Linked DNA regions of Mus musculus: all the other regions are linked to region 6. Evidence: chromatin contacts called from public Hi-C and promoter capture Hi-C data. All regions are on one chromosome and are shown on one strand. Each heading gives the region's core, a stretch centred on a gene start, on an enhancer-like site or on the middle of the called end of the contact. The rest is flanking DNA. Distances are from core to core; before and after follow the strand shown.

What was found. Promoter capture Hi-C pulls out the DNA fragments that hold promoters and counts their contacts. Hi-C and Micro-C count contacts between places; a contact is called where the count stands out from the background.
Region 1: a promoter capture Hi-C map of liver shows a contact between it and region 6, with 3 times the contacts expected there. The contact joins the promoter of Rims4 here to the promoter of Trp53rka in region 6. A contact is called at or near these places in 4 of 39 promoter capture datasets (liver, pre-B cells and stem cell-derived epiblast-like cells).
Region 2: a contact with region 6 is called in a promoter capture Hi-C map of pre-B cells, with 3 times the contacts expected there. The contact joins the promoter of Znfx1 here to the promoter of Trp53rka in region 6. A contact is called at or near these places in 3 of 39 promoter capture datasets (frontonasal cranial neural crest, liver and pre-B cells) and 1 of 115 datasets of contacts at active chromatin or transcription factors (pancreatic cancer cells).
Region 3: a contact with region 6 is called in a promoter capture Hi-C map of liver, with 5 times the contacts expected there. The contact joins the promoter of Ada here to the promoter of Trp53rka in region 6.
Region 4: a contact with region 6 is called in a promoter capture Hi-C map of pre-B cells, with 3 times the contacts expected there. The contact joins the promoter of B4galt5 here to the promoter of Trp53rka in region 6. A contact is called at or near these places in 2 of 39 promoter capture datasets (liver and pre-B cells).
Region 5: a promoter capture Hi-C map of pre-B cells shows a contact between it and region 6, with 2.5 times the contacts expected there. The contact joins the promoter of Stau1 here to the promoter of Trp53rka in region 6. A contact is called at or near these places in 3 of 39 promoter capture datasets (cranial neural crest, liver and pre-B cells).
Region 7: a Hi-C map of B cells shows a contact between it and region 6, with 6 read pairs. The contact joins the promoter of Ttpal here to the promoter of Trp53rka in region 6. A contact is called at or near these places in 1 of 39 promoter capture datasets (liver) and 1 of 484 Hi-C or Micro-C datasets (B cells).

What each region holds. Positions count from the first base shown.
Region 1 is chr2:163,917,046-163,921,244 of GRCm38.p6, forward strand. Rims4 (regulating synaptic membrane exocytosis 4) reads right to left here and starts at 1,928. Exons shown (of 6, transcript NM_183023.2): 1 at 1,542-1,928. The coding sequence starts at 1,638. Gm35886 (a long non-coding RNA gene) reads left to right here and starts at 2,022. Exons shown (of 3, transcript XR_375201.3): 1 at 2,022-3,149.
Region 2 is chr2:167,060,812-167,064,821 of GRCm38.p6, forward strand. Znfx1 (zinc finger, NFX1-type containing 1) reads right to left here and starts at 2,204. Exons shown (of 14, transcript NM_001033196.2): 1 at 1,699-2,204. It overlaps Zfas1 (zinc finger, NFX1-type containing 1, antisense RNA 1), which reads left to right and starts at 2,123. Exons shown (of 5, transcript NR_138563.1): 1 at 2,123-2,486; 2 at 2,825-2,916. LOC115486178 (a small nucleolar RNA gene) reads left to right here and starts at 2,662; the gene lies at 2,662-2,754.
Region 3 is chr2:163,748,950-163,753,026 of GRCm38.p6, forward strand. It overlaps Ada (adenosine deaminase), which reads right to left and starts at 1,290. Exons shown (of 12, transcript NM_007398.4): 1 at 1,110-1,290. The coding sequence starts at 1,142.
Region 4 is chr2:167,347,659-167,351,529 of GRCm38.p6, forward strand. It overlaps B4galt5 (UDP-Gal:betaGlcNAc beta 1,4-galactosyltransferase, polypeptide 5), which reads right to left and starts at 1,520. Exons shown (of 9, transcript NM_019835.2): 1 at 1,260-1,520. The coding sequence starts at 1,374.
Region 5 is chr2:166,994,465-166,998,577 of GRCm38.p6, forward strand. It overlaps Stau1 (staufen double-stranded RNA binding protein 1), which reads right to left and starts at 1,835. Exons shown (of 12, transcript NM_001109906.2): 1 at 1,570-1,835.
Region 6 is chr2:165,491,040-165,494,919 of GRCm38.p6, forward strand. It overlaps Trp53rka (transformation related protein 53 regulating kinase A), which reads right to left and starts at 2,275. Exons shown (of 2, transcript NM_001007581.1): 1 at 2,008-2,275; 2 at 1-672. The coding sequence starts at 2,263. The coding sequence ends at 194.
Region 7 is chr2:163,599,430-163,603,631 of GRCm38.p6, forward strand. It overlaps Ttpal (tocopherol (alpha) transfer protein-like), which reads left to right and starts at 2,885. Exons shown (of 5, transcript NM_181734.3): 1 at 2,885-2,985.

The DNA.
Region 1 (4,199 bases), core at 678-3,177, 1.6 Mb before region 6:
ATTCCGTCAGGTGCTGGCCCTGACTGTTACCATTCCCTCACCGCCTGGCTCTGGGGGACTTTCTTCTTCCTATCTGTCTTCCTGTAAGTGACAGCCCATCACCCACCACTCCATCCCATAACAGAACCAAGACAGAAAATGCCAGCAGGCAGGGAGTAGAAACCTGAACTCTTGAATTCCCTAAACTGTAACATTTTGGGGTAGTGCATACATGATTTTTTTTCCTCTTAAGAGTTAATCTGTATTTTAATCAGTATTGAACCCACTTGTTCCTACACACACACAACACACACACACACACACACACACACACACACACTCCTCTTTCCCGCCCGCCACTTCTTCATTGACTTCAAATATTCCCAAATTATCAGTTCAAAAACCATTTCATTCCACCCTCCCACCACACAGCATCAGAGGCAGTGTTATCTGCACTTCCTGATGAAGAAACTGAGGCTCAGGTTGGCATGATTTGCCCAAGGTCACAGCTTATTCGGAGGGAATAAAGACTGGAATCGGACTCTAACTCCCAATCTTGGCACTCTTTGGGGGAACTCTCACCCAAACCTTCTAGGTACCCCCACCTGTTGTTGGATTTTCTTCTTTACCCCAAACCAAACTCACTGCTCTCTGTACCCTCTGCCTGGTCCCAGTATCCACGAGCTGGTTTCCTCTCTACCCCTGGACTGTGGCTACCAGTTTTTTTGTGGTGTGTGTGTGTGTGTGTGTGTGTGTGTGTCCAGGCCTAGAAGCAGGTTCGAGTTGCAGGTCCACAGCTGGGTTCAGCCCACCCAGAAAGGCCACTCCAGGGACAAGAACACCTGAAGTCAGGGGCACACACTGAAGGGTAGCACTGCTGTAGTTAGCACTTACACTGCCTTGCACCTCCTTGGGGAGGAAAGACCAGCAGACCCCGGACCAGTTATGTGCGGCTCCCCAGAATCTGACAAGAGTCTGGAGCCCCAGCCTGTGGGGGAAGGGAATGGAGAAACAAATCGGGACACTCAAGGCTTTGGCCTTTGAACAAGGGGGTCTTGGGCAGGGAGCCTCTGGATGCAGCTAAGACAAAGACCTCGGAGAGGTCAGGTCTATGCGCCGCTTCCAACGACCAGGGGTACGTCGGAAGACCAGGGGTGAAGCGGCCTAAAACCCGAAATCTGACTAGGGGGCATATACCAGACTTGGGTAGTGGCAAATCCTGTTGAGAAACAAGTCAGGGAGGGGGTCGCGGGGGAATCCTGCAGGTGCATATAAATAGGGAGACTTGGGTCCAGGCGACCCAAGGGCCCACTTGCGCAAGAAGGACGAGTGCAGATGCTCAAGGGGTCCCTGGGGCGCAGGAGGGGGGACAGGACCAGAGCTCCTCCTAGACTCCTGGGGTCTTGAGGGAGTGGGAGGGGCCCCTGGGTATCTATCCGAGTGGGACCGAGAGTGCAGCGGAGACAGTGGCCGCCTCTCTCGGGCGCTCCGGGTCCCCGAGGGTCCCTGGCTTCTGGACCGGGAGACAACCCCCCGGGGTGGGTGGACCGCAGCGCGCTCACCTGCGTCCTCATCATCGAAGGAGTTCATGCACGGGAAGTAGATGGCGAGCGCCTCGAAGGAGGCGGACAGGCTGAGGCGGCTCTGCGAGCGCTCCATGCCCGCGCCCGCGCCAGGAGCCTCGGCCGCGGCGGCGGCGGGCGGCTTGGGCAGCTTGGCCGCCCCATTCTTGACGCGGAGTACGGCGCGCGGCGTGGTGGCGGCGGCCCGGGGCTCCGCGGGCAGGCGGCGGGGCTGGTGGCCGGGCGCAGAGGGCCGGACACTGGCGGCGCGTGGAGCCCGAGACGCGAGGTGCTCGCGGCGGTGGCGGCGGCGGTGGCGGAGGCAGTGGCGGTGGCGGCGGTGGTGGCGGTGGTGGTGGTGGTGGCGGCGGCGGCGCAGCGCGCTCTGGCCCGCGGCGTCCCCAGCCTGCTTGCCGCGCGGGGCGGGCCGCAGCCGAGCTCCGCAGCCAATCGCCGAGGCCCGGGGGAGGGGGCGCCGCGGGCGGGGCTTGGGAGCCGCGAGGGTGCGGGCTGCGCCGCCACCGCTGCCGCCGCTGCCAACCGGGCAGGTGCACGAGCCCGCCGCAAGGCTGTCTGCGCCCGGCTGCTGCGGCTGAACCTCCGGTGCCCGCTCTGACCCGTGACTGTGAGTCCTCAGACTCACTCCAGAGGCAGGTGTCCAGTAACCCCGATTCATGCAGGCCTCACCCAGATACCCTGAGGCTCCCAGAGGGACACAGTCCAAGAAATCCAAGAAACCTGCATTCACCCACAAGCACCCACAAGGATGTATTCGCTCGGCAAGAGAGATCTCGGACTCCCTCACACTCGGGGACAGAGGGACACCTGGACAAACACCTTCACGGATACCTGAACAGACAGACACTCTATAGACACACAGTGACTCTTTCTGACATAGGAGCAGATATACCCACTGGCAACTTCAGAGGGTACACAGAGACCTGCAGAGTCACAGGGAGCAACAGGCGGGCAGGACATGTCCTCCCACATATTGGAGACCCTCAGACCCCACAAACCCCACAGAAGTTTGGACAGACACACACCTTTTCGTGCACCCACACTTGCTTGCAGACATATCCTGGGAGTCTCTCACAGAGAGGGAACATTAGCACCCCTCCTCCTGTAGTGATCTGTCCCCAAAACTGGGACAGTCACCCTCAGAACACTCATACCTATAGACACAGCCGTACAGACTGAGTCACTCACAGGGATGGATTCATTCTGGTGCACAGACACCCTCAGACTCAAGATCCTGAGACATTGCTGCAGGCTTACACTGGCACACACTCTCAGACACATCCTGATGCCCATGGTCCCCCGATTCACACCCATAGGGACAGATTATCAGAGCCTGGGTATAAAGAGATACACTCAATTGCAAACCTCCTCTGCCCTCCAAACCTGAATGACCAGAGGTCCACTCTACCAGCAGAAGCAGCAATCCTTTCTAATTGCTCTCCCCCTCCCGTGAAGCAGCCCTCTGAAATGGCCTCAGGAAAGGACTGCTCAGTCCCTCCTTTCCGAGGGACCTAGAGGGAGCCCCTCCATCTCACTAACCTACTTCTTCATCGGAGCGATGACAGCAGGAACCCTCTGTTTTGGATGGTTGTGAGTATTTATTTTCTGTTCATTCATAGCCAACCAAGAGGCTTAAAAGCAACAGACCTTTATTAGTGTGCAATCTGTCTAGATTGTAAGTCTGTGCAGCTGAGCTGGGTTCTCTGCTTAGAATGTTACAAAGTATTAGCGAGGGGTGGCTTGTCACTGCCGGCTTTGGAGAAGAGTCGGATTCCATGATGATTCAGGTGCCAGCAAGATTCAGTTCCTTGCAAATGTAGGACTGAAGTCCGTGTGTGCTGGCATCTCAACATCTGCAAATGGTCCTGGGCCCGTACACATGGGCTCTCCATCTTCAACGCTACCACAGGACTGACAGGCCTTTCTCATCCTCCCCTCTCTCTAACTCCCTGCTGGGTTGTCCCCCAAAGGGTACCCCCTCCTTTATCCTTTATGTCGTCTTGTAACTTGATCACGGCGGTGATGTCTTTCCCTAGTTCCACACAGTCAAAGGGAATTATGTAAGGGTAGACTAGGTCCTTGGACCAATTCTGTCCCCTCGCTGAGTACCTGACACAAAGGGGGTGCTACTCGAGCCTCTTCCCCTTTCCAGGAAGCCAACTCTGACCTTGAGAGCAATAGAAGTATGAGAATGTTCTGCTCGTAGACACCCCAGAACCTCACTCCTTCTAGTCATTCAGACACCATACATCTCCGAGCGCGTTCTCTTCTCTCTCTCTCTCCTCTCTCTCTCTCTTTCTCTGTTTGTGTGTGTGTGTGTATGTGTATGTGTGTGGTGTATGTGTGTCCATCAGTGACTCCTCTATGCCCAACATATACTCAGAAGCTGACCACTTCTCTGTCCCAATTCATCACAGCTCTCATTTCATTCAGGGTCAGAGTCCAGATGCCACAAGGTCCCAACTGTGTGCTCGGCCACCTCTTGTCCTCATCTCCCTCATATCCCTGTGGCTCACTTGGCTTCAGACCCAAAGGAATTTCTCTTCCCTCTGCCAGAAATACTCTCCAGAAAGCCACAGGGCTTGCTCTCACGGACATTCACGCAGATAGCACCTCTGCAGTAAAGGCCTCCTTCAGGCA
Region 2 (4,010 bases), core at 954-3,453, 1.6 Mb after region 6:
GCCTTCTTTCCTCTCAACCAGCTAGCAATTCTTGCCTTGCTTCTGTCTTGAGGATTTCTGATGCTGGGTGAAGAGGAAGCCCCTTCAGGGAACTTCTCAATATAACTCAGGCATAGCCTGTGGATGCAGGGGGGCAGGGTGGTGGTGACTCAGTTCTCAGCTAAAGGATTTTTGAGACTGTCCTCACAGTTTTAAAATATTCATAGTTGGAAACTGTGAATAGATTTGGCATTGTATGAGAGGTGGCTTTTATTCTTATCAGAAAAAAAAAAAAAAAGAGTCCCTTTTCTTCCCACAGGGAATATTTTCTGTGGTGACTTTTCTCCTCATCTTACCAAACCCTGTTCTTATGATGCAGGCTCAATGGTTAGTGTTTGTTTTAAGAAAAATTTTCTGAGGAAAATCCCTTCTTCCTCATTTTGAAAAAAAAATACTAAAATAGAATGCAGCAGCAGTGTAAAAGAAAACAGAAGCAAATAAGTGCTAGAGAAGGCGAGGGAAGAGTGGCAGGAGCAGGCGGGGAGGGCAAGTAAGGCAGGGAGGGCAAGCAAGGCAGGGAGGGCACCAGATCAGCAATGGTTAAGCTGTTGCAGGGATAACATTTAGAGACTTCTAATTACAGGGTAAGATGAAAGAGGATGGAGCAAGAGGTGGCAGCTGGGTTGTAGCTAGGTAAATTTCAAGTCCCGAGAGAAGTCGCCACACCATACATCCCTCAGAGAAACACTGTAAGGTTACAGAAAGCAGGAGAGATCTGGGGGGGACTCAGAGGTAGGGCAGGGCCTAGGGATGGGGAGCCCAGGGTGGTTGTGGAACAAGTGGGTATAGCAATAGGTGAGAAATGGAGAGAGTGGGGCTCCAGGGACCGGGAGCAGAGGCAGGACAACTACGCACAGGGGATGACTGGGTGCTGAGATGAAGGGGCACTAGAGGTGGGGTGTGATCAGGGTGGTGACAGATGAACTGAAGAGAGTCGAAGCAGGTAATGGCAGTGCCCGCGGCTCAGGATACGCTGGGTACTGAGGGAGGAGACACCGACTCTGGAGGTGATGGGGGCTGCTAAGGAGAGGAGACAGGGACTCTGGGGAGTGATGGTGAGGCTAATGGAAGGGAACAGGGATTTAGGGGTGATGGGGCTGCTGAGGAGAGGAAACAGGGACTGGGAAATGGGGCTGCTGATAACCAGGTAGACTTAACTCAGGGAACGATGGAGGGTGACGGTGGAGGTGGGAGGACAGGACTCTGGGGGTGGTAAGGAGTGGAAAAAGATCCTAGGGGTGATGGGAGATTCCAAATACTCCGGAGATGATAGGGGAACTGAGGGACTCTGGGGGCTATAGGGAAACTAAGAGAAAGGGGCAGGGACTCTGGGGGCTATAGGGAAACTGAAGAAGCAGACAGGGACTTCGGGGACTATAGGGGGGGCTGAGAGAAAGAGAACAGGGACTCCGGAGGCTACAGGATAATTGAGGGAAGAGGACAGGGACTCCGGAGGCTACAGGATAATTGAGGGAAGGGGACAGGGACTCCGGGGGTATAGGGAAACTGAGGGAAAGGGACAGGGACTCTGGAGGCTATAGGAAAACTAAGGGAAGGGGACATGGACTCTGGGGACTATAGGAGAACTGAGGGAAGGGGACAGGGACTCCGGGGGTGGTGGGGGCGCTGAGTGGGGCAGATAGGGACTCCAAGGCTAACCTGACACCCGGCCGGAGGCAGAGCGGGACGCCGGCGGTCGCAGCGCCGCAGAAGCAGGTGCGTGATAGGGCGGAGGCCACTCACCGGCTCGGGCGCGTCCTCCGCAGGGCTAGAGCTCAGCCCCGGCCCTGGCAGGTCGCGGCCCCGCCCGGCACCGCGAACTTTCGGTTTCCAGTCCCTGCAGCCCCTGGGCGGGGCGAGTAGCCTAGTGGGCGGCCCGGAGGAAGAGGAGGCCGCGCAGGACGAGGAGGCGGTGCCGCGGGCTCCAGCGAGAGGCCGGGCTCGCCTGCGCCCCCGCCCTCGGGGCGGGCGGAAGGGCGGCGTCGCCTCAGCGCCCGCGGTAGCGGCGGCGGCTGGACTGGCGGCTCCCCGCGGGCGCGGCGGAGGGGAGGGCGCGGCGGGGGGCGGGTTGACTGCGCCCCGGGCGGCCGCAGGTCTCGGCTGGCCCCGGAGCCAGGGGGACGCGGCGGGCGGCTCGTGCGTGCCAAGCGCGACATGGCGCGGAAGCCGAGAAGCCCCGGAGGCCCAGTGAGCACGGGGAGGGGCTAGACACTGGCTGGACAACCATTAGCTAGCTGGGGCCGGGCGGCTCGGGGACTACATTTCCCAGGACGCCAAGCGGTCGCGCCCGGAAGCGACGCGCCATGGGCACAGTGCGCAGGCGCACGCGCCGCCAAGGTCTATATAAGGAAGGTTCGCCGCCGCTCTCGTCCTTTCGTTCCGGCGGCTCCTAGAGCGTTTGCTTTGTTCCCGATATGTCTCGTCCCTCCGGGGTTAACTTGCAGATGGTGAGTTGAGTCCACACAGCACAAGTTTTTTTTTTGTTAACCTCTTATCAAGTTTAGTCGCTGTAACCGCTCCTAGTCTCCAAGTGTTGCTTATGGAGCGCGATCCCCAGGTTGACCTTCGAAGACGTGATTCAAGTGGAAAAGACGCCTTCTGCTTTGGCCTGGGAAGCTTTTTGCTGGTGTAAATGATGAACTCACTTTTTTCCCCGTCATATCGACAGTGCTGATGTTTTAAAACATTTGCCAGTTTGTCCTGATAAACACCAGCCTTCGAGGACCCTGGTCTTCTTTGTTCCTGGTCGAGGATATAGGTGGTGATGGACGCTTTTGTTTTGTAGGTTGACCTGACCAAGCAGGACAGCATGGAGGTTGGAGGGAGAGAAGGGCATCGAGGGAGATGAGAACTCACCTACCATCTGAAAGTCTTAAGGTATGCATTCGTCTAGTGGCCTAAAGTGGCAATCACGTGCTTTGAAGAGCCTTTAAGTGGGCAGTGATAGGGAATTTGATGCAAGAGTTACTGCTGAGGTTCGTTGTTTTAAAAGCCCCGAGGATTGAGCCTTATTATCAAAGTATACTAAAGTCTTTTAATTGTGTATCTGTACATACTGACACAGGAGATGCAGAGCCCTGTTGTTATTTAAAGTGTCCTGGTAGAACTGCCTGAGAAAAGGACTGATTAAGAAAATGGTCCCATTGAGATTAGTCTGTAACACATTTTCTTGGCTGTTGATATGGGAGCATTCAGCAGTTTGTGGGTGCAGTGTCTGAGCCGGGTTGAGATTTCTTTTGTATATGCGTGGTATTTAGAAAGGCAATGAAACATGTCTGCTAAAGTATTTGCAGGCTAGTGCTTTTCAAGATGTGACAATGGCTATCCTCCATTACTGTATTCTGATATCCACCCTGACCCACTCAGATAAAAATGTGAATATGCCCTAAATCAAGTAGGCCCGAGAAATGGCTTAGCAGTTAAGAGCACTGATGGCTCTTTCGAGGGGTCCTGAGTTAAATTTCTAGCAACCACATGGTGGCTCACAACCATCTATAATGGGGTCTGGTGCCCTCTTATGGTGTCTCTGAAGAGAACAATGGTGGTGTACTCGTGCATAAAATATATGAATAAATCTTACTCTTAAAAAAAGTAGGCCCGGGCTGGAGAGATGGCTCAGTGGGTAAGAGCACCCGACTGCTCTTCCGAAGGTCCAGAGTTCAAATCCCAGCAACCACATGGTGGCTCACAACCATCCTTAACGAGATCTGACTCCCTCTTCTGGAGTGTCTGAGGACAGCTACAGTGTACTTACATATAATAATAAATAAATAAATCTTTAAAAAAAAAAAAAAAAAGTAGGCCCAGGCAAGTTGACTTAAATTGAGGCAAGCCTAGAGACTGAAGGGTGCTATGTCTGAACAATTGTCATATCATTTGCAAGTGGACAGTGCCAGTCAGAGTTGTATATGTGAGACAGTTGCATTTAGGGTTTGGTGCTGGAGTCATGGGCGCCTCAGGTCATACGTGAG
Region 3 (4,077 bases), core at 40-2,539, 1.7 Mb before region 6:
AAAAGAAAACTCACCCTTTGATGTCTAAGAGCACCAACTGTGGTCAGGAGCCACCAGACAAGATGTGCAGCAGGCATTGGTTGGGTAGGAAGACTTGCCCTGCCCTTCTAGCCTCTAGCTAGAGGGGCAGAGTGTGTTCCCTATGGTAAGTGCATGGAATACAGGCCCACTGCCCATCTTCCCTCCCGCTCCCTCCATGCACGCATATATGACACAACATGCACACGGGATTCATACGTCTGCCACCCCGCCCCCCACTCAGCATCTGTTTCTTGGAGGGGTAAGTCTAAGGGTGACTGTCTCTGATCCCTCCCCCTGAGTTCTCAGTCCCACACTCTGCTGACCAGTTCAATTTGCCTGGCTGACTAGACAGAATCTGTAAGGGCTGCAAATCTGGCCTTGGGGACCTGGAGTCTCCCTGTTTCCAAGAAGCCACAGCTTGCAGAAAGACAGATAAAGGGTTCTCCTCTGGGGTCAAGGGCTAAAACTTCATCCCAAATAAACCCATATGGCCAAACGGTCAGTATGTGTAGGGGTTCCTCCTGGCACCCTGAAGCCTCTATCCCTTCCTTTTCTGGTTTGGATCATAGATTTTCCCACGGGCGCACCCACAAACCTAGGTTACCTGTTGCCCACAAAGTAATCATAACACTTAAGTATAAAGCCATACACTGAACATTTAACAGCTAGAGACCCTGGGCCCCATTCTACTGGGGCTCAGACACCCAGGTCCTAGCCCAGTCCCACACAGCTGTGCAGCCCCGCCGCACTGGATGCCCATTGGCAGACAGCGAGGCTGAGACCTCCAGGGCACAGGGCATAGGCAGCAGCCGAACCCGAAGGCCGACTGGAGGCACTCCCAGGTTCGCATAGACAGCAGCCGAACCCGAAGGCCGACCAGAGACACCCCCAGGTTCTGGACACTCCCTGCCACATCGTCTCTCGCTCGACATCCCGGAAGCAAGCTAAGGCCTGGGTCGAGGGGAGATGCCTGCGGGAGTCCCCCTGCCACTCCATGCTTCTAGGTTAAAGGCGCCAAAGGCTGGGCCCCGCTAAGCCCCGGGACAGCCCGGGACAGAACCCTGGCAACGGAGCCCCTCGGTGCTTACTTTGGGTTTGTTGAATGCGGGTGTCTGGGCCATGGTTCCGAGCGTGTTCCCGGTTCTCTCCGCCGAAGCTCTCTGGGTCTGCGTTGGCTCGCTGGCAGGGTCGCTTCCCGATGGCTCTCAGAGACCGCGGCCCGCCACGCTCTTTTTTACCGGGCTGCCCCGGCACAGCCCCGCCCACGCTACGCCCACAGAGAGACCCCGCCTTCCGGAGCCACGGCCCCGCCCCCCCCCCCCCCCCCCCGCCTGCAACTCTGGCGCGCATTTCCCGGAATTCTGAACCCCAGACCTTCCCTGCTGGCTACACCCTAGGAAGCTCCCAGGTGAGCCCCCTGCAGACGCGACTCCAATGTCCTCACCTGCCCCTTCCGGGCCCCTTCAGTACCGAGGCTTCCAGTGTTGCTTGGGCGCCTACTTTGTGCAGGCTGAAGCTGGAGCCACACAGTCCTGAAGCCTTATGGGGCTGGATTTTGAGGGATAGACCCACTTGTTGCAGAATCACAAGGCAGAAGAAGTGTGTAATTAGGGAGATTTAGCGGCGACTGCCGGAGTTCACCAGGTGAGGGCGGGTGGGATGCAGAGAACACTGTTGTGTGTGAGAGAGACTCCTGAGAACTAAGTCTCCAGGGTGGCTGGAGACAGGGGGTGGACAGGAACACACAGTTCATCTCTCCTGGGGCAGTTACGCTGGAGAAATATGCCCACGTATCGAGATGTATTTAGAATGCTCACATCAGTGCTGTGGGTAAATACAGTGGACTGGTTTCTGCAGCAATAAAGCCAGTTTCAGCTACAAAGCACAGCACATGTGCTCAGACACAGTAGTGAAAGGGGGGCAGAAAAAAAAATACGCTGCAGAAAACTTCATACTATGGTCAACTTCTAGAACATATAAATAACAACATATGCATCAGGGAGGAGAAATGGGAAGCAAGGGAAACACTCTTAAATCTCAGTCCTGCCATCCCTGGGGTGGGCCATGCTGACTCTGTGGGAAGCCTAGGGCACATGGAAACATCCATTTAATGGTGGTATCCCAGAACTAGGTGAGATGCAATTCTCATCTGAAACTAAACAAACTTACAAATAAAGAGGAGGGGATGGGAAGGGGAGAGGGGAGCTGAGGCCAGCAGGCGAGGTGGAAGCTCAGAGAGATGTCACTGAAAGTTTGTCAGTGGTTTCAGGACAGCATCACACTTCTGTTTGGAAAACTCCAGCTGTTCCAAGTCTAGAAATTTAGCCAGGGAGACTTCACAGGTGAGCTGTTTAGAACCATACTCTAGGTTTGGTGGGATTTTGGGGGCGGGATGCAGGGCTATATTGTAGCAAGTTCCTTAAGTAACTTGTGCGCACCTTGAGGTGGGGATGCCCGGGTGTCCTTACATGAGGGGACAACATGAAAGGAGCTGGAGAAAGCGTGGTACACCAGGAAAGATCCAGGTGTGAGACCGTGGCGACTCTGGGCAAGAGGATGGACTCAGATCCCTGCTACTTGAAAGCAGCAGAATACAGATTTGGGATTCAGTTGTTTGTGGGAGTGAGAGAGAGGGTGGATCAAAATGGTACTTCTAAGACAGGGATGGGAATACTTGTGCCTGTAATCTTAGTATTCACCAAGCTGAGACAAGAAGATGCTGAGCTATTATTGAGATTTTTGAGATTCTGTTGCAAAAAAAGAGAAACATTTCCAACACATTGTAGCTTAGTGGGAGGTTTCTTTGTTACTTCAGATACATGACCATACACCATCACATGTGGACACACCCTCCCTAGCCCTTGTCCTGGAAGCACTTTGAAAACATCATTCCATTCAATCTGTCTACACCCTGTGAAGCAGAAACTGTTATCAGTCTACAAATGAAGTCGCCGAGGCCCCAAGAGGGCACAGGCCACTGGGCTCCTGGAAGATTAGTGCACTGCAAGGGAGGGTGGCACTTGAATTTGATTCTGACTCTATAGCTGGGCCTGGGCTGTGTCAAATCTTTCTCCAAAGTCCATCCAACTCATTCTTTGCAAATAACTTCCTGGTCCACCAAAAGTGACAAGCCTTTGCTGATCCTGTCTTTGCCTGATGGAGTCTTGCCCTGGGATGTCCTGAAGGACTTGCTCTTAGAATGTGGCAGAGGAGGCTACTGAACTTCCTTCTCTGGAGGGATTTGGGGCTCTTTCAACTTCCACTGGGACCTCTGGTTTTTGCTCTGGGAACTTGAGCCACTAGAAGACACCGTCACTGGTGGGAAATCCAGTTGGTTGCTGAGCCAAGCCCAGCTTTCAGACACCCCTAAAATCCCACTATGTCAGACACTGTAAAGTCAGCCCTTCAGCAACCCAGGTGACTTCAGTGTCCAGGGAAGCGCAGCCTTCATACCTTACTTACAAAGCTGTGGCAGGTGTTTCTCATCAGCCACCGTATCTGGTGGCAGGGACTTCCACCTGCCACAGCCCTGCAGAATGTGTGACTCCATCCTGACCAGATGTGGAAAGTGTCTAGATTCTGGAGTGTTTGAAATTCTGCTCTCTAGGCAGGACCAAACTTCTGGAAAATAGCTGAGTGGGGTGGGCTACAAGCCTTTGGTAGGCCTCACCACTGGGTACACAATCTGTCCTTCTGTCAAAGGAACCTTACAGTGTCCACAACACCATGGACTCTTTTGCCTGTGGCACAGGCAGGGGCCTGGGGGAAGGTGACAAGATGGAGAAGTGAGCCTGTTTATTCCCTGCACTCCCCAGTCATCAAGCAGAACTGTCTTTCTGGCAAGGCCATAACTTCGGACAGGCTACCCCTCCCTTCTATTCCCCCAACACCTCCCCTTTTTTCCCCATCTCCAAGGCAGTGACCCCAAGAACTGCCTCATGTGTGGCTGCTTTCCCTGGGCCCCCGTTGCCTCCATTAGGGTTTTCCTATTAGCAGATCCTGAGACAAAGTTTGAGGTTTATTTGAAGAGATTGAAGGAAACACCACAAGGAGAAT
Region 4 (3,871 bases), core at 270-2,769, 1.9 Mb after region 6:
GAGAATCTAATATCCTATTCGCTAATGAGCTCTCTTCTCAATTAATTTCACTAATTAGTTATCTATTCTTGTTCAGCCAGAATTCCTGCCCTTCTACTTAGCAAGCCTAACAAGCCACAATAATTATACATCCCTGGTGGAATGCCACTCACCAAATCAGTGAGGACAGTCTCAAGTTAGCTTTTCCATCTTCCCAGGTCAGGCTGACAGCATGAAACACCAACTTTAAACATCAAGTGAAACAAGCTTTAAAAAAAAAAATAATCAGGGGAGAGACTCTCTCCCTCTCTCCCTCTTTCTCTGGAAATTTCTCTGCCAGTTCAGAGTTGCCAGGTCAACAGGGAACACCAGCATTTACTACTCCGATCTCAAAGGCACTTCCCCTAAGCGGCACCCATCCCAACCATCCAGAATTCTCGCCCTCGGCCCCACCCCCAACAGCATCTTCTCATTTTTCACCAAGGGCTGAAGTTTTCACTAGCACTCCAAGACCACACTAAGGGAGGCAAGTCGCATTCCTTAAAACTCTTTCCTTCTGTCCCCCAAACTACCTGTAACAGCGAATATTTATTTATTATGTATGTATTTATTTCGAAGACGTTGGGCGTCCGCTATAGGGAGAAAAGCTTAAAGGGCATTTATGGCCCTCTGTCCTTTAAAGGCTGGGATTCGTGTCCCCATTTTACAGAGAAGAGAAGCTGAGGGCCCAAGGTCATACAGGACATCTGACCTCAGTGTCCTCTGCCTTTAACCCTCTCGCTGCCTTTGCCTTCTCATCAGCGTCCAGTCTGTTCCGGGAAGGGCTCGTTTTCTCTCCAGGCGGTCTCCCCCTCTAAAGGGCGGACCTTGGAGAACTGCTACCCATTCCGTTTCTTCTCTGGGCGACCCCCCCCTCCCTTCCACCTGGCACCGCTTCTTCAAGGCCCCTGTCACAGCACCTCCTCCATGGCCAATTCAAACTTCCCATCGGTCCCCAGAGCAGGTCGGGTCCGCTATGAGCGGCGGGCGAGCGGCGGGCTCCAGGGAGGAGGGGGGGGAGGGGAAAGGGGCGCGCAGCCCGCAGCCCCGCCGGGTCTGGGCAGCCAACGCGCGGCCGCGGAGGGCGCGGGCGGCTGCGTCAGGGAGGAGGCCGCGTGTGCGGGCGGGCTGCGGGGTGGCGCGGCAGGAAACGGCGAGTCACGGAGCGCGGGGTCGGCCGGGGCGGCGGCGCGGGCCGCAGCGGGAAGAGGCGTGGGGTGGCCGCAGGGTCGCCTTCCTACCTATGCCGGGCGCCACATAGACGAAGTAGAGCAGCGAGGACGACAGCGAGAAGAAGAAGAGCGCGGCGAGCAGCGAGCGGCGCGGCAGCCGCAGCAGCCCCCGGCGGGCGCGCATGCTGAGCCGGCGGCCGCTCGAGGGCCAACCCGGGCCCCGCTCCCGCCGCTCCGGTCCGCCGCCTGGGCCTCGGCCGCCGCCTTCCGGGCTTCGCGCGCCGCCGCCTCGCCGCTTTCAGCCGCCGGCCGCCGCGGGCCGGGCCACATGAGGCGGGAGGGGGCCGACGACCAGAGGAGCTCAGCGGCGGGGGCGAGGCGGGCGGGGCGGGGCCTGTTAGGAGGGCGGGGTGAGGGGCGGGGTCTGATGCTGAGGGCGGGGCGAGGGCAAGGGCCGCAGTCTGAGGAGCAGATGGAGGTACCAGACCTGAGGCAGGCCTGATGGGGACCGAGTAAGGGCGGGGCCTAAACTGGGGGCCGGACGAGGGCGGGGCCTGATGTTAAGGGTGCCTCCGCGAGCCTGAGAACACCGGCGGGGACCGGGCTTGAAGTCTGATGGGGAGGGGGATAAGGGCGGGGCCGGGAGCATAACAAGCATTTTGCGGGAGCCTGAGCCTGAGGCCTGACGGGGAGGAGAGAAGGGCGTGGCCTGAGGCAAGGGGGCGGGAATGGGCAGGGCCTACAGTCCGGGGAGCGCATCTGTGGGGCGGGGCCTGGATGTGGGGGCGGGGCGGGGCGGGGCGGGGTTCACGCGCGAGCACTCTAGCCGCAAGATCCTCGAGCGGCCGCCGCCCATGCTGGCAGGAAGCGGCTCGCTAGTACGACTTGGTTCCCGTGCGAGCTCCCCACGCGGGGATCGAGGGGTGGTGGACAATGTGTGAATAGCCAGGTAGCCCGCCGCTGCAGCAGAGCAAGGATGCAGAGGCCGGGGCATTCGTGTTCGCCCTCACTCATCCATTCATTCCAGACACCATTTATGATAAAGTGGCAGTTACGGGTCCTGGGGCCGGGGATGCTCCACGGAGCAAAGATTCCTCTGGGAACCTGTATTAATGCGAATAAGAAAAAAATCAATATAACAGATGATGATGATAAGAGATATGAAAACAATTAGACATGAAGATGTTTCGGATGCATTCTACTCTAGTCTGAGATTGAGGGGGAAGCCTCTCCTTCCTGGGTGGCATGAACACAAAAGAATGTGAAAGTGCCAGGTGGAGAAAGAGTGGTCCCACTAAGGGGAACTACAAATGCAAAAGCCGGAAGGAAGGAAGAAGGGGCTTGATCCGCCTTCAATGAATCCAAGGATAAAATCCCAGGAAAGAAGAAGAGATCCAAACAAGGTCACATCCTACAGGACAGAACAGTGGTGACAACTGTCAATGTTAAGACACCGAGAAACAGGGCTTCTTAGCCAGTAACAGCCTCTCTCTAAGTCCTGAGATCGTGGCTCCCCTACCCCCACTTTGGCCCCATTGCACCGATGAGAAAACTGAAGCTTCTGGAAAGAGAAGCAAGTCGTCTAAGTTGTGAAGTAAGGGCTCAAATCAAAAGTGGCCTGCCACCGGGGCTTGACCACTAACCCCATTTCTCATTCTGCACTGTCATGTGCACTTCCAAGCCTCGACTTTCCCATCACCTCCAAAGCCATGTTTTGGTATGTGTTCCTTTTGGTTTCTCAAACCAGTGCTCTACAAGGACAGAGATTCTGTTTCATGTTTTGCTATGTATGTGCTCAGAGCTCAGTGCCCAGTACCTAAAAGATCAACAGAGGGGATGCAGAGCACCCACTAACACCAGAGGAAACAGAGATGGCTGGCTAGTCCTAAAGTCCCAGAGCAGGCTCCACAGGAAAGGAAGTGAGCAGCTCGGGGCAGGATTCCTCAGAGGGAAGGCATCCAACGGAATTCAAGAGGGAACCAGTCAGGTGACACATTCGGCTGACTTCCACGCTTGCACACAAACGTATACAAGATAAGTAAAATAAATATTATTTTTAAAATGTTAAAATAAAAAGAGCATAGAAAGGTGGGTTGAGAAGGTGATGAGATGGGTCTTTTCAGGATGAAACATCTGATCCTGGTAAGGAAAGGGACATGGCCAGGGGCTCAGCAGGACCCTAAAGACTTTTAGTGGCACTTCTTTCTTTCTTCCTCTTTCATCCTGACCAGTTGCTTCTTGCCTCATCCTTCTCCTGCCCTCTGACCAGGACTCAGTAAAGCAGAGACCTTTGTAAACTCGAGACTTAGGAAATGTCAAGTAGAGGCTCCCTGTCCCTCCTCTCTGGGGTTCCACGGTGAGGACTGAGGACAGAGTCTCTGAAAAGCGTCCACTCTGTAATAGGCGCTGAAGCAATTTGAATCATTCCTGTACTTAACATAGCGATTCCGATTCCACGGTCAACCTGGGCTAAGCGAGACCCTGTCTCAAAGAAAAAAATCACAAGTAACAGGGTGCCCTGCTCTTTCTTCAATCTGCCCTGAAGGTTCCACAAGCCTGCCCTGAGGGGGCCATTACACAATGCATGAACGTGTAGGAGTGAGATAGCATCTTTGGGCTGGACTGTCTCAATTCCAACTCCCGGAGGCAGAAAAAAAAACAACGCCTTTGTAAAGGTCACC
Region 5 (4,113 bases), core at 585-3,084, 1.5 Mb after region 6:
GCGGATTTCTGAGTTTGAGGCCAGCCTGGTCTACAGAGTGAGTTCCAGGACAGCCAGGGCTATACAGAGAAACCCTGTCTGGAAAAAACAAAAAATAAAAAAATAAAAAATAAATTAAAAAAAAGTTACTTAATCTTACTAAAGAAAATCAAGGCTGAGTCAGAATAAAGACAGTCTCCTAAAAGTTCACTAGAATGGCCAAGACTTCTTCCTCCACACTCCCCAAATGTATTTTTAGTTTTTGCTTCAACAAGTAGTGATGTAATTTACATTTGGTAAGTACAAATCCCTGAAAGATCAAAATCCCAGTTTAAATCTCTTCCAACACTTCCAATTCTCAAGAATTACCGCTACTCAGCCTGGTCTACAGCACAAGCTTCTTCTTCCAGGAGAGCCAGGACTGTGCCGAGAAACCACGTCTCAAGCAAGCAAGCAAGCAAGCAAGCAAACAGAATTATTACAGCTACAAGCAATTGAAAACAGTGACCTTAAAAAAGGCATACAATACAATGGGCAAAACGCAAAACGGAACAAAATAAAAGCTTCGCCCATAAGTAGGGAGGTGAGGCCAGAGCTTAAGAGAAACTGATAACTAGGGAGGGCCTCAGCTAAAGAAAGTTAAGAGCTACAGATGCGAACCAGGAAACCACGGTTTTCGAATCTTTGCATACTCCACCTCCAGAGCCTGACACACAAGAAGGCTCCAAAAAGGTCTGCTAAACCCAAGAGAAGCTTATGCCAGCAACTTTCTCATAAAAAGGAATGGCAATAAGGTTCTGGATGGTGGCAGGGAGACATGGGACAGGGTGCGGAGCCTAGGGGAGCCGGTGAAGTCCCTACAGCTGGTTTCACAGACATGATGATGGCTTTACATCCATACCCTGTCTGCTACAGTGTCCCCATTAAGCGCCCGCCCCTCTCTGGTGCCAAGCGAGCACAATGCTCAGGCACTGCCAGTGGGCACGCGGGATTCTTCTGCCTCGGAGAAAACCCTAGTGGAAAGGAAGGTCAACTTATGTTCCGTCTGCACCCTAAATTATACCTTCATATCATCTTAATAAATTATGCAAACGGCTTATTGGGACACGACGTGGGTCTGGCACACTGATAAGCACTTTACACGCCCCATTTCACTGCACAACTTCACAGCCTGAAGAGGCAGGGACCGGGTTGGGACAGGATTAATACTATTCCCCCTCCTTCTCCCCCTCATAACAGAGACACAAAGAATACGAAGTGACTGACGAAGGGGGCCGAGCCGGGAATTGGCACCTCATCCCGCGGCTCGGCACTGGCCGCGACACTGTGCATAGCACCGAAACCCGGGGGGCCTCCGGACCGACGCTGCCCCTGCCCGCCCGCGCCCCCCGCGTTAACTCCGGCACAGGGCCCACGAGCGGCGCGGAGGGCCCGCCTCCTCCGGGAAGGCCCCGCAGGCGGAGACGGGCCTGGGCCGCGGCTCGCGCGCCCGCAAGGCCTAGCCCACCCGCCGCCCACCTCCCGCTGACGCCGTGCCTGCGTGGGTCCTTCCGCGACCCGCTCCGACCCGGCCCGGACCGGCCGCCTTACCTGGCTGCTTCCCCAGAGCTCGTCCCGGGGCCGGCGGTCTTGGGCGGCGGCGAGGAGGTGAAGAAGCAAGTGAAGACGGCGAGGAAAAAGGGACCGACCAGAGGAGGGAAGAGGCGGAGTGGCGGAGGCGAAGGCGGGCGCCGCCAGGCCGGGGCTCAGAAGAAGGGGGAGCGCACACAGACGCGACGACAGCCAGCGCAAACGCTGAAGAGCGGCTCGGGGCCCGCAGCCTGGCAGGAAGTGACGGGGGAGGGGCCGCGCCCGCCCCCGGCCCCCGCCCGCCTCCATGCCGGCCCCACCCCCTACACACCGCGGCAGGAACCACAAGTCCCAGCGGGCGCCGCGTCCCGCATGCGCTCTCTAGGCACGCAAGGCCCACAAGGGCCGGGCACGGCTGCGCTGGGTCCGAGGCATGTTGGGAGTTGTAGTTTCCCAGGAGCTCGGTCTCGGCAGGGAATACAGGCCTCGCTTCCTTTCTTTTCTAGGCTTTCTGTTCCCTTCCTACAGTCACCCCTTTTTCCCTACGCTAACTTTTGTTAACCTGCTGCTGCGTGCAAGACCGAAAGCTGAGAATACAGTGAGAATGCACAAGTCCCTGCCCTTATGGAGTTTACTGGGGAAGTCAGAGTAAATGAAGTCTGAGCCGAAAACAGACAAGCACAAGTGCTGTCTGGTTCCTTTCCCGCAGCTCTAAACTGAGTGTGGTTCTGTGGACAAGAGGCTGGTGTGGGCTTGTTTAGTGTAGTCCTGGGGATTGAAGCAAACTTCTACCGCTCAGCTCCATCTTCACTAGTCTTATAGCTTGGGTTTTCTTGCCTTGGTGTTTTGAGTTCAGGCATCCACGGAGTCCAGTGCTGGCGTTGCCTGCCTGGTGTAGGAGTTTCAGGCAGTTGTGAGGTAGATCCTCTTCAAGTGTTCTTAACTGTTAGCCACCTATCTCTCCAGCCCTATAGCAACCCTTTTATGTAGCAACCCTTTTATGTAGCGGGGGAGACAGGTCTTTAGAATTAGATGGGGTCCTTACCGGAGGTTGTGGGAGCTGAGTCGCTGGCATCCTCTGGGCTTTTTTTTTTTTTAAGATTTATTTATTATTATTTGTAAGTACATTGTGAAGAGGGCATCAGATCTCATTATGGATGGTTGTGAGCCACCATGTGGTTGCTGGGAATTGAACTCAGGACCTTTAGAAGAGCAGTCAGTGCTCTTAACCGCTGAGCCATCTCTGTAGCCCCCCTCTGGGCTTATTTTAAGTGGTGCCTGTGGTTGATGCACCTAGGTAAACATCATAGCTAGATACCCAAGACTCCGGGTTCCATCCCTACCCCAAAAGGGGAAAAAAAAAAAAACCTAGCCAGTTGGTGGTGTCTGGAAACACAAACAAACAAACAAATAAATAAATAAAAATAGCATGCCTAACAGCCCAGTCTCCTTGCCAAGGCACTGTGGCTGACTTTGCATGAATTCATGATGACGTCTGCTGTAGCTAAAAAGACCCTCCTCTGACTTGCAGAGACACTGGGGGGCGCCTTTATCTGAATTAAGTCTTCTTAGTTTGCTTTTTGTAAAACCCAGTGACACTGAGTTCCAGAACCAGCCGTTCCTTCCAGTTCCCAGCCAACTCCGCTAAGTAAGCAACACATAGGCAGTTAGGGCAGTGAAGATGCCCACCGGGTAAAATGTGCGTATTTACGCACAAAATAATCAATTTTGGTGGGTTTGGGGTTTTTTTTGTTTGTTTGTTTTTTGTTTTTTGGGTTTTGTTTTGTTTGAAATGGGGTCTTACTATTTAGCTCTGGCTGGCCTCAAATTTGGAGAGATCAGAATACCTCTGCCTCCTGGGTGCTGGAATTAAAGGTGTGTGCCACCACCACACGGCCAGCTTAAATTAATGAACTCTCCCACCCCAGTTTCACTGTGTAGCCCTGGCTCTCCTGGAACTCCCTCTGTATACCACACTGGCTTCAAACTCACAGAGATCCTCCTGCCTCTGCCTCCGGAGTGCTAGGACTAAAGGTGCGTGCCACCATCCCCCCAGCATAGATTGTATTCTTTAATTTTGGTTTGTTTGCACAAAGTTTTGCTATGCTGCCCAAGCTGGCCTCTGCCTCTGGAGCAGTGGTTCTCAGCCTTCCTAACACAGTGGTGCTTTAACACAGTTCCTCATGCTGTGGTGACCCCAACCATAAAATTATTTGTGTTGTTACTTCACAACTGTAATTTTGCTACTGTTGTGAACCATGATGTAAATATCTGATATCCCACCCCTGTGAAAGGGTTGTTTGGCCCCAAAGGGACTGAGACCCACAGGTTAAGAACCGCTGTTCTAGATGATCCTCCTGCCTCACAGTCTCTCAATAGCTCGGATTACAGGTGTGTACCACTATGCCTAACTAATGTCCAAGGTATTCTTTACATAAAAACAAACCCTGGGCTGGTGAGATGGCTCAGTGGGTAAGAGCACCCGACTGCTCTTCCGAAGGTCCAAAGTTCAAATCCCAGCAACCACATGGTGGCTCACAACCACCCATAATGAGATCTGATGCC
Region 6 (3,880 bases), core at 1,025-3,524:
TTTGAAGCCAGCCCAGGCTACCCACCCAGCTCTGCCTAGAATAAACCTCATGTACATGAAGCCCCTGAGAACAGTGAGCCATGGATGGTGGTGGCCCAGCACGATCACAGACCACTTAACAACCCATGCTTTGCTGAGGGGTCCAGCCTCGTCTACATCATCCTTCACCGTGAGCCAGTTCACCACAGCTCCACTACCCGACCATGGACCGCTTTCGCCCTCTCAGGCGCACCTCATCTAACTTCTTCAGCACTGGACTGGACTTCTGGGTCGAGGCCCCGTAACTCTTCAGAAAGGCTTCAAACACGGTCTCGGTGTGGGGGTGCGTGCTGAGGAAGGCCTTCTCCAGGACATAGAGGTCGACGCCTTTATCTTCCGGCAGTCCTGAGACAAAGCTCAGCCCAAAGTCGATGAGCACGATGTGCAGCTGCGCCAGGGGCCGCCTCAGGAGCATGTTGGAGGTGGTGAGGTCCCCGTGAATGAGGTCTTGGTCGTGCATTCCGGCCAGAACCTGCCCCATCCTCCTGGCCAGGTCCAAGAGGCACTGGGGGTCCTTTTCAGTCTCCATAGTGGATTGGATATAATCCCGAACAGTCACCGAGTCTTCGATTTCTTCCATATATAAGCAGTTAGACGCATAGTCCACAAAGAAGACGACTGGGGCAGCTATCCCTGCAATGGACACACGTGGTTAGGGAACGCATCTTCATGAAGGCCAGCTTCATGCACAGGCAGACAGCTTTGGAACAGGGTTTAGACTACTGTGGAAAATGATACAATTTATCCAGAGCTTGCCCTGTTAAAGCCCTGCAGGACTACGGCCTGAGACCAGGCCAGGGTAAGTCTGGAAGTATCAAGGCTTGCTCCTCCTTTCTCAAGCCACCTGAGGACTGGAATTCATTGCTGCTCCCTAAAAACAAACAAAACAAGAAGCCAGAAGGAAAGCATCCTGCAGTCTGGGCAGTTTCTACCTGACAGTCACCAGGCAAGTGGCTAAGCAGGGTGTCACCTTACAGGCTCATCTGTGCTCTGGAACAGGCAGGTTCAGATCCCTTATTAGGCGTGAAACCTCAAGGTTCCCTTAGCTACTCTATGCCTCAGTCTCCACAACTGTAAAGTGGTAACAAAACCTCCAGTTAACACCAGGAGTCTCTCCTGAATGTCAACCAAGTTCAGAACAGTTTCCTAGAAACTGGGGTACCAAGGTAGCCCCCACCCATGTCTGATAAAACTTACAAAAGGTAAAGGAGAATATATGAACACTTCTTTATAACTCCATTGCCCCTCTAGGGCAGAAAAGCACAGGCCTGTTCACTTCTGCATTTCCCCTGGCTCCTGGCACCTATCAATGTCCTGGCAGTGGGCACCTAAAAACCATTAAAGAGAAAAATAGCAAAGGCTCGGTGGTTCTGGGCCACAGACAGGCTGCCTGGTAGCTGTGGAACCTCAGGCACTTCCCCTCTTTGAGTCTCATTTTCTCTGGAGTAATGTTGTTGTTGTTGTTGTTGTTTTGTGGGGGTGTGGATGTTTTTTAAAGAAAAGAATAACAATTTAATGAAATCAAACATTTACTGAACTATGTCAGCATAAGAACATGTGATGCATATGCCTTCTTTAATGACCACAATATCCCTGAGATTCCGGTGACATACAAGGTAACTGGGCTAGACGACTCGCTGAATGGCTACGAGGGAGACAATGCAGGGAGAATGTGAATCCACAGAGCCCGGCTCCTGCCACCCGCCTGTCAGGACACCTACTGCTTAAGACCACCAAATGGAGAGGGAAGGACGGTAAGCAGAAACAGAGAAATGAGAAACGGAGGGACCCGAGCGCTAAACAAGCCCCGCGAACCAAACAGAATGGCGTCCTGACTGTCGCCTTGAGTCCTTAAGCATTGCCATCTGATCCTGTCCCCTAGAAATCGGAGCCCCGTCTCTCACGTCCCACTGGTCTCCCGCAGCCCTGTCTGTCCCGTCTCCCGGAGCCCCGTCCGGCCCCCCTCACCCGCACGGCGGCAGCGGAGCAGCGCGCGCGCCTCCTGCACTGTCCGCCGCCGGCCGAGCCGCGCCTCCAGCTCCGGGTGCCGGTAGCTCTTCGGGAAGCGGTGCTTCACCACGGCCGCGCGGCCCTGGAAGCGGCCACGGAAGACGCGCGCCTCGGCGCCCTGCTGCACCAGCTCTAGGCCGCTCAGGAAGAGGCGGCTCCGCTCGCGCGCAGCGGCCAGCGCCTCGGCCTCCGCCTCCGAGGACGTGCCAGCCATGCCTCCGACTCCTTCCGACCCTGACCGCGCCGCTTCCGCTCGCTTCGGAAATCCTCCGGCCTCTTCCGCCATTAACACCGCCCCACACAACACACTTCACCCTGCTAGTTTGGTTCCGCCTCGCGACCTTTCCGCGCTCAGCGGAGCCTCTAGGACCTGTAGACTTGGCCCTTCCCTGTCTGTCTTCGTGAGCGCTCAGCAACTTTAGGCCAACAGCTTCTCACTCTTCATCACGGTGATGCTCCGGCTTTGGGACCTTTTTTTTTTTTTTTTTTTTTTTGAGACAGAGTCTCACGGTGTAGCTCAGATTAGCTTTGAACTCGTGTCCCACTTCAGTCTATGGAAACATGCTCTAAGCCGGGAAGGAGGCAGGGACTAGGCGAAGCTTTCTATCCGGAGACGCCACCTGATGCCTGGCACCAGCCTGTCAGCAGCCAGCACCATCCCTCTCAGATCCGGTATCTTCAACTACAGAATGAGGCTGCCTGGTTCTGCTAGGGTGAGGGCTTATCAGAATTAAGAGGCTGATTACGCGGTGCCGGTGGACAGGGCTCTCTTCACATGGCCTTTGACCCCCTTGTCCCTGCCCCACGCTCCTTGGGGCTCTGTTGAAAATACAGAAGAGAAGCCCTTGAGTCCCGGGTTGCTATGGCACCAGCATCTTGGCTCTGTGGTCCCTGGGTTTCGTTCATATTCATGGCAGGTCCCTTTTCATAATCAGACCCTTTGTGTGGGCAAAATGTGTTTTCCAGCAAAGCGCACCCAGAACCCGGTTCGTTTATATCCCCCAGTGCTCAAGTCTGTAGCTTCATTATCATAATTGTTTGTGTCCACCCAGCCGTCTCTATGGTAACCAAACCCATCTGAACCCTTGCCTTAGAAATCTAACTGTGCAAAGGTGCTGACCAAAGCCAGGCTTGCTAAGTCAGGCTGAGTTTAGCTCTTTAAAGCGGCTTCAAACCTTTCAGTGTCTCCCTACTGTGCTAAGAAGAAAGACCTAAACCTTAACTGGGCCCATGGACTCCTGCATCCCTTATAAACCCTCCCCTCTCCAGAATCCCCACCCATCCTCCATGATGCTCCCTCGGCACAGAGCCTTTGCACCTGCTATTTCCTCTGCAGGGAAATGTTTGTCCAGCTCCATATCACCTAGAGCTGCAGGTTATTCTCCACTGCAGGGTCACTTCCCCAGACAAGCCCTTCCTAGCCTCTATGAGGAGAGTGAGTTCAACTGTTATCAGCCCTGGTTTTCTACTTTCCAGACCTGTTTCAGATTCCCTTTGGTTTTGGCCGTTCAACTGCTTGATTGATGACCCACCCACCCCCCAACACACTTTACCCTGCTAGAGTGGTTCCCATCACACAGAGCCCCCCACCCTCCTGCTGTGTAGCTACTCACAAGGCAGGGATTGTATTGCTTCCATCTCTCCCTCAGCACCAAAGAGGTGGGTACTGGCCTAGAGTGTCTTAGGGATGGTGCATATGTGTGATCCCAACACTCAGAGGCTGTGCAGTGCTCAGATGCTCAGACAGGAGACTGCAAGCCTGATACTAAGTGAGACTGGGGGGTTGAGGGTAGGGACGTTTAGATTCAAATTTTGACCTTTTAAAAATATT
Region 7 (4,202 bases), core at 1,635-4,134, 1.9 Mb before region 6:
CATCTCCCCCTACTGTCAGCATCTAGAAGTGCAGGCTGGGCTGCCAGGGCCACCGGTAAACTGTTCATCTGGAAGAGAGGTTTAATCTCAACACCTGGGCCAGCAGGGCTAAAGCTTTGCTCCAGAAGCCTCCTACTATTTGTGCAGCTTGAGAAAAGTTATTTTTGTCTTATGAGCTCATTTAATCAGCTTTTTTGTTTTGTTTTTGCTTCTGAAGACTATGTTAGTTACCTTTCTATTCCTGACAAAGCCACTTAAGAAGGGAAGAGTTGGTGGCCAGCAGTGGTGGCTCACACCTTTAATTCTGGCATTTGAGAGGAAGAGAGAAGTGGGTCTCTGTGAGTTCTAGGCTATCCCGGTCTATGTAGTGAGTTCCAGGATAGCCAGAGCTCCTGTCACAAACACACACACACACATACACACACACAGGAAGGAGGAAGAGTTTATTCAGGCTCACAATTCAGGGTACAGAGGCCATCATGAAAAGCAGCACTTAAGGTAGCCAGTCATATTGTGTTCCAGTCAGGAAGCTTAGTGAGAGAAGTGAACAAAGGCTGCTGCTTAGCTGCCTTTCTCCACAGTCCAGGATCCCAACCAGGGAATGATCCCAGCTAGTCTTCCCTATTCAGTGAGCCACAGTTAAGGCAAATTCCTATAGACATACCCAGATATCCACTTCACGGGTGATTCTAGAGCCTATGAATTTGACAGATAACACTAACCAGCCCAGGGATCCAGATGTTTGGGAGCCTGAATAGATTGGCCAACGTCATATAATTTGAATTAAGATTAGTAGATTTCGGTGGATGAATCATGTCCTGTCCCCTGAGATGTCCTCATCTTAGCCTCTGTAATTTGTAAATATCTCATGGGGTCAAAGAGATGTTATAGGTGTGCTTAAGGATCTTCAGATGGTGAGACTATTCCAGGTTCTCCCAATAATGGGCCCAATGTAACTGTAAACATTCTTATAAGTGAGAGGCAGGAAGCTGGAGGTGACGTGTCTCCTGATCTTTTCTACTCAAGAGGCTGAAGTGGGAGAACTGAAAGTTCAAGACCAACCTGAGTAAGTGTCTCAAAAACAAATCTTTGAAACAGGGTCTTACTCATGGTCCTGACTGGCCAGCTGACCTCAAACGCAGCTGAGGTTAAAGGCGTGCATCACGATGCCCAAATTTCTCAAATATTTGAACATGACTTTTGTAAGAGACATGAGCATTCACACTTATGATTCCAGGACTTCCAAATGTGACACAGAAGGATTGTGGACTTGAAGTCAGCCTAGATTACATCAAGTTCTCTCTCTCTCTCTCTCTCTCTCTCTCTCTCACTCACACACACACACAAAGAGAGAGAGAAAGAGAGAGAGAAAGAGAGAGAGGGAGAGAGAACACAGAGGGGGTATTCAGGACTCAGTCAGTTGCCGTTGTGACAACAGAAGCAAGATGTCGGAGTGATGTGGGGAAGACCATGGACCAAATAATACCAGTAGCTCAGTAGCTTCTGCAAGTTGGAAAAGAGAACCAGTACCCAGAGAGACAGCAGCCTTCCCAGCTCCCCGGTGTCTTTAGCAAAGCAACAAAATACATTTGTGTTATTTGAAGTCACTATGTAGTAATTTGTTATAAATGGAACAGGAAACTAACACTTAGATTTGGGCGGGGGGGGGGCGCGGACGGGGGACAGGACACCTATTTAAATGTGAGTTTCTGAGAAACAAACATTTCTAAAGTATGTGTCCCAAATGTTACATAAGGAACCTAGTCTTAAAAATAGACCTTTGTTTATCTGAAATTCAAATTTAACTGAGAGTTCTATATTTTATTTGGCAGCCTAGAAGCTGGTGACTGGAGAGAAGGGAGGACTGCAAGTCTCATGACTTGTAACCTGGGGTGGCGGCACACACTCACTGTCTCAGAAGACAAGGCGCAAGAGTCATGAGTTGGGGGCCAGCTGGTCTACAAAGGCACCCTCTATTAAAAACAAACAAAACAGATAAACATAACTCAGAATTCCCAGGGTACCTCGAACCCCTCTCACATATTTAGTTTGACATCTGGCAAAATCCATTGTGTCCTTATGTCCTTGAAGGTCACTTCCCACCACTCTAGGACTCCACTTATTCATAAGGTAGGGAAAGGATGAGGGACTTAAGGTTATCCCTTTGAATATGACATTTTCTTAGACCGACGAAATTTCTCTCTAGAAATGGTCTGTTGTCCTTATTCTACCTAAAAGAGATTTGCCTCGAAATTACAGTTGCACAAACCATGGGTATGTGTGGTGAGGCTAGTAAATGGGTCAGATGTGGAGTTAATAAACTCCTTTTCAAACTACTGCTGTCTCGAGACAACATTGTGAGCCCCAGAGCAGGAAACAAGTAGTTTCTGAGTCGGGGTCCAGGGCAAGAATCGTTATTCACGAAGAAATAGAGGCGAAGAGGCTAGTGCACTTGGCCAAAGCGGCTCAGCTGATGGCATACTGACACAGGCAGCCAGTCCAGACATCAGCTGAGGACAGAGTAGTTCTGCAAATGATAAGCCTGAGGTCTAGGTCTGAAGCTGGTTTCTGCATTGATTTGCCGCTTCTCTAGAGGTCACAGCAGGCAGGGGGATTGAAAAAAAAAAATATATATATATATATAAAATGAAAATAAATAAATAAAAAGACAATTTAATGAGAAAATGATGTAGAACACTAGGCATATGGCAGTGTGTTCCAGCTTCCCTCCCCGAGGCCTCAGTTTCCCCACCCGAAACCCAACTCAGCTGCACAGCCGGGGCCACCAGGTGGTGTCAAGCCCCAAGTCAGCACTACAAAGTTCACTCATGCGCATTCCCGGATGGGCGCCGCCTACACGCGGCTCGAGCGTCACTTCCGGCGCGAGGGCCGGGCCGGCCGGCCGGGGAGTGCGGGTCTGTTCTGCGCGCGCTGCCAGCCGAGGCTCCTGCCGCCGTGACCCGCGCTCCGCCCGCCGCCGGGCTGGTGAGTGCCCACGAGCCCGGGTGTGCGCCGAGGGGCCAGAGATAGGGACCGGAGAGGGCGAGATCGCCGGAAGTGGGCCAGAGGGGCGGGAGACCCCAGGAAATGGGGACACCTGGGGAGGGGGCGAAGACCGGAAGTAGGGGCCTTGGGACGCTGTCAGCGGCTCGCAGGTCTCTGGGGCTCCGAGAGAGATGGCTTCCTGCCTCCTGTTGTTGTGGACGAGAGGGGATGCCCCGGAGAGAGAGATGGCTCCAGGTGGGGAGGGTGTCAGGCTTTATTTCCTGTCCATCACGTCGTTGTCGAGGCTGACAGCCACTGCTGAGCCCTTGGGGATACAGCAGGAAGCTGCAGGTGGAAGATAGAGATGATGAGACCAGGGTGGGGCTTGACCCTTCTTCGCTCTGCCTCACTGGACAGGGCTTGCCGTACTTCCCCTGATGTTGACGGAGTGCTGTCGCGAGCCGGCACTGGGTCTTGTGGTGACTCCACAGGCAAGTTCTCTGGCCTGTAGTGATGATTCACATTGTAGGAGGTCAGTTCCCTCCTTTGTAAAGTGGCAACTGACGATAATCAGCACGCTCAGTTATTGTGAAGATGAAATGTGGAGCCGACAGTGTAGTTCAGTGGGAGAGTGGTGCCTTGCATGTGCAAGGCCCTGGGGTTTATCTCCAGCAACAAATGCCCAGGAAGAAATAAAGAAACAGATGTACAATGGGGAGCTTGATTCAAAGCAGAACCCTCAGCCTGTAGGACCTCTTTGCATCAGTCCATGATGTAAACCGCACGAGGCAAGGCGTTATTGTTTTCTGCTGTGTCCCTAGCATCTGTCAGCACAGTGCCTGACAGGTACAGGAGGCCATCAGTAATTCTTTGATAAATGACTGGGTGGGAACTGACCCAGAAGAGTTCCTTGTAGACACCTGTGACACTAAGTAAAAGTTTCTAAAGACGAATAGGAACCCAGGGCTGTAGAAACCTGGAGGAACTCACCCTGAGGAAGGGGGCGGGGGGGGGGGGGGATGGAGCGGGGATTTACAGACTAGATCCCATCGCAGTTGGGCCTTGGCAGCTAACATGGAGAGAAGCCTTCATGCAGAGAGTGTCAGATGTGTGAGATAGTCTAAGAATGTGGATTATTAGTTTGTCCTCCCTGGTAAATGGAGGAGAGAAAGGAGAGGGCCTTTGGGGCTAGTTCTATAGTCTGTGGCACCGCGGTC